2 separate regions of the Columba livia genome follow, and region 2 is linked to region 1. The links are chromatin contacts, called in public Hi-C maps. All regions are on one chromosome and are shown on one strand. Each heading gives the region's core, a stretch centred on a gene start, on an enhancer-like site or on the middle of the called end of the contact. The rest is flanking DNA. Distances are from core to core; before and after follow the strand shown. Region 1 overlaps MAP4K3 (mitogen-activated protein kinase kinase kinase kinase 3). Region 2 holds the start of THUMPD2 (THUMP domain containing 2).

Region 1 (3,357 bases), core at 347-2,846:
ATTTTTATTTTTGCTCATATTAGGATAATTTCAATGTGAAAAGATTTACTTTTCAAGTGGCAGCATGCAAAACCTAATCTGACCCAGGCACACCTCTGAAGATCACCATTCAGACACCAGAAGTTAAGACGCAAGTGCTTTATTTGGCAGCTCTTTATTAAAAACTACTTGGGGCACTACATTTTTTAACTATCCAATTTATTCCTTCTAAACTATCAGAAGTGCAATGAGTCAGCAACAGCACTTTCACACTGACAAATACCCTACAGTGCAAGACTTCATGCAGATTTGCAACTAAAGGCTACAAACGTATAGATCAACCCCCTGGTTATACTCCTGATTTAAAACTTGCCTCAAGTCTTCAAGTCACGGCTCAAGAGAGAAAACCATCAGTATAGTCATTTAGACACTTCTGTACTTGCTTATTAAAAGTGCCCTTTTTTTCTGGGCAAAAAAAATCCCCCCCACTTACCTTTGGTGGTAAAGGAGGTGGCACTTTAGGTTTCATAGTAGCACTAGAAAGGAAAGAGACAAAAAAGACTGTTATTCAGTGTAGTTCTTCGAAACTCATATTGCGGTATCCATGAGAATATAGGATTTTATAAATGCCATGCAAATAAACAGCATTAACTTGTCAACAGCACTATTATATCCACATAATTGCATCACTAATACTTTCAAACATTTTGTTATTGCTGTGCATAACATAGATACCACCCAAAAACCCGAGCATCACAGACCCTCCCTAGAGAGCACAAAATGACAAGAACTGATTTGTTGAAAGTACACATATTTGTGCAGAAAAAAAAGTAGGGAGATGCAGAGCAGGCCTGATACGTTCTGTTGAGAGGAGGAAGGTTTAGGATATCAGTGAGCTTTTCTGAAGGGCCATCTGTAGCTATACAGGGCAAACGGGAGTTACAGGAAAACTGCAGAAAACCATTCCTTGATAAATTTACCACTGACTTTTTCAGAACAGCCTTATTCATGAAAGCAAAATCCACCTGCAATGGACAGCTAGCCTACTGTCTGAGTTGGTTTGTGTTGGTGTGTGTTTTTGTTATTGGGTTTTGTTTCTTTCATAAGTTTCATTTTTTGACAGAAATCTTGGTAAATACAACGTTTTAACACAAGAGCAATTCAACAGCTTGGCTCGATAGTGCAAGATATCAGCAGGAAACAATAAAGATGAAGCATCAGGAGCATTCCTTCTCTGCTGGTTGTAAAGAAAATCCTAAATTCCTACTTTTTTATGCTTTTAAAAGTCTTACAGTGTCCTGTTTCCTAATCTTTTGGAACAGAAAATTATTTCCATTAAACAGATTCGGAATATAGCTGGGAAAACTTGACATTCTTGCACAGTGTTTTCCTTATTTCTAAATTATGTTCCAAAGATTTGGGAAAACATCCAAGTATTAAGATATTTGCTTGCTTATTTACAGATCAACAACTTGGCTGCTTTGCTTCATTCTTTTCAGGAGTTACTGTCCTGGCATCTTATCAGTTGCTTTTACTTCAGAGAAGCTAGAAGGGAACTTCTGAGAACGGGTTACTCCACGTAATGCACTTCAGCTATTATGATGGTAGAAATTATATTCTTTTTATAACATGGGACCAAGCTTAAGTCCTCAGTCATGTGTGTCCAAGCTCCATTGCTATTTTCTTTCATATTCTTCCCTGTATCTCAGACATCACAGTGTTATTGAGCAGCCAAAGGTAAAAATCAAACCAACCAAACAAACAAAAAAAAAAAAACAACAAAAAACCCAAAGCAAAACAAAACAAATACCACAAAAAAACCCACACCACAGTATTTGGCATAAATGTGACAGTGTTTGTACAAAGGACTGTGTGCTCTGGTTTTAAGAGCAAGGTTTCTGTGCAGTTTGTCATTGCTGATTGCACGGGGCAGTGCCACAATAATTTCTGCTTGCCCAGCTTCCATAACTAGGAAGTTCAAGTATTGTCAGCTTTGCTGCAAATGAAAGAAAAAGAAATATCAAAACAACTAAAATTGTTAAATGAAGAGAGATAATTTTATATCGTTCCCTGAAGTGTGTGGATTCTCTTCTATGAATCACCCAGCTTCAGAGTCACGCAGCAGCACCAGCGTGGACTGGAAGGCACACAGTGGCTTCATTGTTTTCATTTTGAATCTGAAGGGAGAAGTGACTGATGTCACATGTGCTCTTCAATTGCAGCTTCACCGCTCAGAATATAAACCAAATGAGAGCCTTGAATCTTCAGGGGGGTACAGAGAAAGATATCCAAGACCAAGCTGATGAACCAACATATCGCAGCAGAGCTTTGGGCTCAAGCAGATACTAAGAGGAAAGGCGCAGATACACAACCTGTCTGATCCAAGGCTGAGGCATTCAAGGCTAATTCCTGCGCTTATAGGAAATCGCCAGGCCCTCTCTGTAGGGCAAGAGTACCTAGGATGGAATACAGGAAGAAGCAAAGAACATCAGGACTTTTTTGGAAGACTATTGGTGACTGTTCTTAGGGTCAAATGAACTGGAACCTCCCTGGAAGCTATCAGGTTCTTTCTTGCTTAACGTGAAAAAGAAAATCCACAGAAACGTGACAGTGACAGAAGCAGCTAAAGCCAACACTGTTTGAAAGTCTTCACGGAGTTTGCACAAGCAACAAGGATCTCGAAACACTGGACAAAAAATCAGCACAAGCACTTCAAGACAGCAGGGATCAAGGGGTTCCAAGCCCTGGAACATTACCAAAGTTAATGATATTGGCTGCAAACAAAGCAAGAAGCGGAGGAAGAAAGAACAAGATTAAGCAAAACTGGACAGACTCAGAGTTATATATAAAAAACGTGCAGAGATCAGTACGGATGGAGGAACCAAGTTGAGCTGGCTTGCAGCAGCACAGATGTCCAGAGCATCTTCACTGATGGCCAGAGTGGGGCTGGCAGTATGGAGCTATAGGGACCACTGCATCCTACAGTGCAGGAAACCTGAGTTATCTTTACCAAGGTCTATCCAGCTGGGAGCAAAGTGGGTTCTCAGCTTGGGCCAAATGCAGGGGAGCTGATCGAGGAGGAGCATTATCAACCTCTTCCTCTCAAAGATATTATTGATGAACTGTGTAACCAATCATGCCTTGAAACAACTGCCTAATAATGAAATATGAGGAATTTCTTAAGCAATTAGCAAGGGAATAAAGCCTGCTAAAAACTCACTAACAATCATTTTTCTTCTATAAATATGACTTGTGTTAAACAGCAAACTTACTTGTGTTATTAAATGATGCAAGTTCAATGTAGTTGTCACCTAACTAATCTAACTAATGTCAGATGCTATCAGTAGCTCTACCATCCTGTTCAGTACAGTGATAAAA
Region 2 (3,357 bases), core at 571-3,070, 64 kb after region 1:
GGTGGTTTCATTTGTGCCATCAGAAATGGTGTGAGGAGAGTCCTTTCCAGCACACTTGGTAATGCCATCCATGCACTGACAGAGATCTTGGGTCAGCAGCAATACAATAGTGCCTCCAACACAAAGTACTCTGGCAATTGCAGGAATAATAAAGGTTAGGTGTTCATCCTGCCTAGCATTCATTCTTCTGTGCAGAAGTCAACACGGATGACACTTCAGGTGCCAGTTGCACCGGATAAAACACCTAAGCACGTTAAAGGGCATGGCTCAACTCAGTAAGCTACATCTCCAAATGGAACTGAAACTCCCTGTCTTTATGACTCTTCCTAAATGGGAGAACTAGGCCCTGTCCTGACTTCCAGACATTTCTGACCTTGGGAGTTCTTTCTACTGGGTTAGCAGGGAAGATGGACTCAGTATTTTTCCCTTCACATGAGCCTCCACCAGCCTGCAAAGGAACAGCTTCCCAGGGCAGCAAGAGCTTCTCAGGTTGGTAAGGCAATTCTGAAGCTGGAATTTGGAACTGTTAAAAGGTCTGTCCTTTCTGTGCTCCACTGATCCTTAATGGCTTTCAAACTCAGGAAACAGAGGAAAATTAACTACTGTTTGTAATCTTGTCTTTTTCTTTTTTTTTTTTTTTTTTTTTTTTTTTTGAGTACCTGAGGAAACATTACACTTGGCATTGAAAGAGGCAAAAGGGACTATTCTTGCTCTGTTCACAGCAAGTGGACTGAAAAGTCCTATTGGTGGGGCTCCCATGGTAATGGTCCCTTCCTCACCTCCACTATCCCAAGGAAATATTTTGCTTAGGATGGCCCAACAGAGCAAATGAGACCAGAAGACAAGCATGGCCAGCAGGAGAGACGGTCAATGTAAAACGACATAAGATTGCCTTGCCAGTTTGTGGAGCTACCTCACCTTCCTCACCATCATCCCATCACATTCCTGCATTGGGTGAGCAAGGTCAACATCCACTGAAGACCAACCCTATAGAACGGCCTTGTTTTCAGCCAAGAAATGAAATAAAGGGGCAGATGGTTTGAACTGTCGGTTAGAAGCAGCTCACTATTAACTTGGCTCAACTCTGCCATAAAATGACAGGGTGAGAGATGAAAGGAGACATCTAAAAGCAGACCAGGTGGCTAGCTGGATATCCCAGTACACACTAACAGAAAGGAAAATGCATAACACATTTTCAGGTCTGAGATCCTTCCTGCCAAGGCAGGATGGTAAAAGCTTGGTTGCGAACCCAAAGGGAAAGCCTACAAGCAGAAAGGATTATTGCCTTATTTACTTGGCCACGCTTTAAGTCTTTCTAGGTCATCCTCTCCTCTTTCTCCTTTCTGTCACCATCACACCTTGTAAAGAATATTCAGGAGTGTGGCTCACACAGCAAGCTCGTTCCTTGTCAGCTTGCACTGCCATCAGCACTTCCACAGCTTGCAAGACAAACCACAACAGCCTTTAAGAGACAAGTGAAGGACTCAGACTTTCACAGCCTGCACAGAGTCAGATTACAGAGCTGGAGAATGTTTAGAATAAACCAAACCTAAAGCTGACTGAATGCTGAATATCACAAACCATCACGACATTTACAGCAAACCCCAAGCATGTCAAAGGCCACATGTACCTCTCCATTTCCTGGAGAATATCTGGAAGGAGCTGTATGTCTTTTGTGATCTTGAACGCCTTCCCAAATACAATATCCGAAATCACAGCATCAAAGCTTTCTGAAGGCAATGGCAGTGCTGCAGAATAAAGGCAGGTCTGACTATCAGAAAAATGAACAGCAGCTATGCCCCCACTCACCTTACAAAACGGTCAGCTCTTCTGCAGATTGTGCACCCAGATTCATGGCTTCTTCTGTACTTATCCTCACAAACAGCACTATGAGGACATCAACACAATGCAGACTGCGAAGAGACAAATGCATGAGCACACAGTTTACCTTGCAGATACCCCATTACTGGTGATGTTTATTACTGGTGGTATGAGAGTAAGACACTCCGAACAGGGGACTGCATGGTTCCAAAATAACTGCTGCTTCTCAACACGCAGTACATCTTTACAAGCAAAATGCAAGAGCTAAGCTTGCCAGCACTTCACTTAGCACAGATATTCAGGTACACATGCGGCGAAGAGATGATGCATACAGACACGCATATGGAGATGCAGACAGAGACACAGACACAGAATTCTTGTTAGCAGTGAGAGCAGAGATAGGCAGAGCTATGCCTAGCGGAGATGAACCTTCTTTCATTAGCCTTTTTCCATTTATAGCTTTACAGATATGGGCCTGGACCAAGAGGTTAAACAGAAAGTTTTTCAAAAAATGTTATTCCAAACACACACACACAGGCCCAGCACTCACACACCATACATCCTGGGGCGGTGTTCAGGCTCAAGAGACCATTGTCACTGGCCTGGGCTATCACTCCTTCACAAACACACAATCCTGTGTAACCTGTCCAGGCCGCCTTGTTTTGACTGACTGTTGTGATTTAATCATGTTAGAATTAGTCTACTTTGACCGTCCAGATGGTCATGTTAGTATTGATCTTACTTTACAATCTGGGTGGCTGGAGCCATACATCCTGCCGTTCCCACATACACACATACGAATTGCAAGGAACCACATGTTAAATTTCCCAATAATCTGGTTTCAGCCAGAATCACTTGGATTCTGCTGGAGCTAGTGTCCTTGAAATACCTCCCCTCAGTTTTTGTATCCTGGGAATAGTAATTTCTCTTGACCATGAGGCAGCACTGCACCCCTGTGGTGACAAAGGCAGCCACATACCAGGCTGTGCTGGCCAGAGTGTAGCCAGCATGTGAAACGGGTGAGACCATGGGTTCTCCATCACTCAAAATGCTCAAAACACAACTGGATGAAGCCATGAACAACCTGACCCAGCTTTGAAGACAGCCCCACTCCCAGCAGATGACAGGATTAAAGACCTTCAGCGATCCCTTCCCACATAAACTGTTGGAAAGTAAAATGTGGGAAAGCAAGATGTGTGGTCCCAGCCACCTGGACGATAAAGGAAGATCAATAATAACATGACCATCCGGATGGTCAAAGACATAATACTAACATAATAATATATAAAAGGCCTTGGACAGATTACTTTGAAGTATCTTTCTCTTAATTGTAAAAAGTTACAGCCCAGACTTGTGAGAATGGTATCTCGCGCTGGATAACTGCCCCCAAGTGTCTGGGATGTGTGAATGTCCTTGGGCCTGGTCTGTAAATGAGTTGAAAAACAAGTGAGACAAACATCACATGAGTTTAGTGTGTTTTTAATAACAATTAGTGGAAAAATATCTTGTGTAAACATCTTAGTCCATGCTTCTATC

Evidence for each region. A called contact is a pair of places that touch in the nucleus more often than the background predicts.
Region 2: a Hi-C map of liver shows a contact between it and region 1, with 5 times the contacts expected there. The contact joins the promoter of THUMPD2 here to the enhancer-like site in region 1. A contact is called at or near these places in 2 of 2 Hi-C or Micro-C datasets (crop and liver).

Annotation. Positions count from the first base shown.
Region 1 is chr3:110,834,400-110,837,756 of bColLiv1.pat.W.v2, forward strand. MAP4K3 (mitogen-activated protein kinase kinase kinase kinase 3) reads right to left here. Exons shown (of 34, transcript XM_065059103.1): 19 at 2,352-2,435; 20 at 473-515. Among named protein-coding and RNA genes, the nearest start is that of SOS1, 37 kb to the left of the region's middle. Within about 2 kb of position 1,597, at least 1 of the 3 cell types and tissues checked has an H3K27ac peak away from gene starts, as active enhancers do.
Region 2 is chr3:110,898,199-110,901,555 of bColLiv1.pat.W.v2, forward strand. It overlaps THUMPD2 (THUMP domain containing 2), which reads right to left and starts at 1,821. Exons shown (of 2, transcript XM_065059539.1): 1 at 1,538-1,821. The coding sequence starts at 1,821.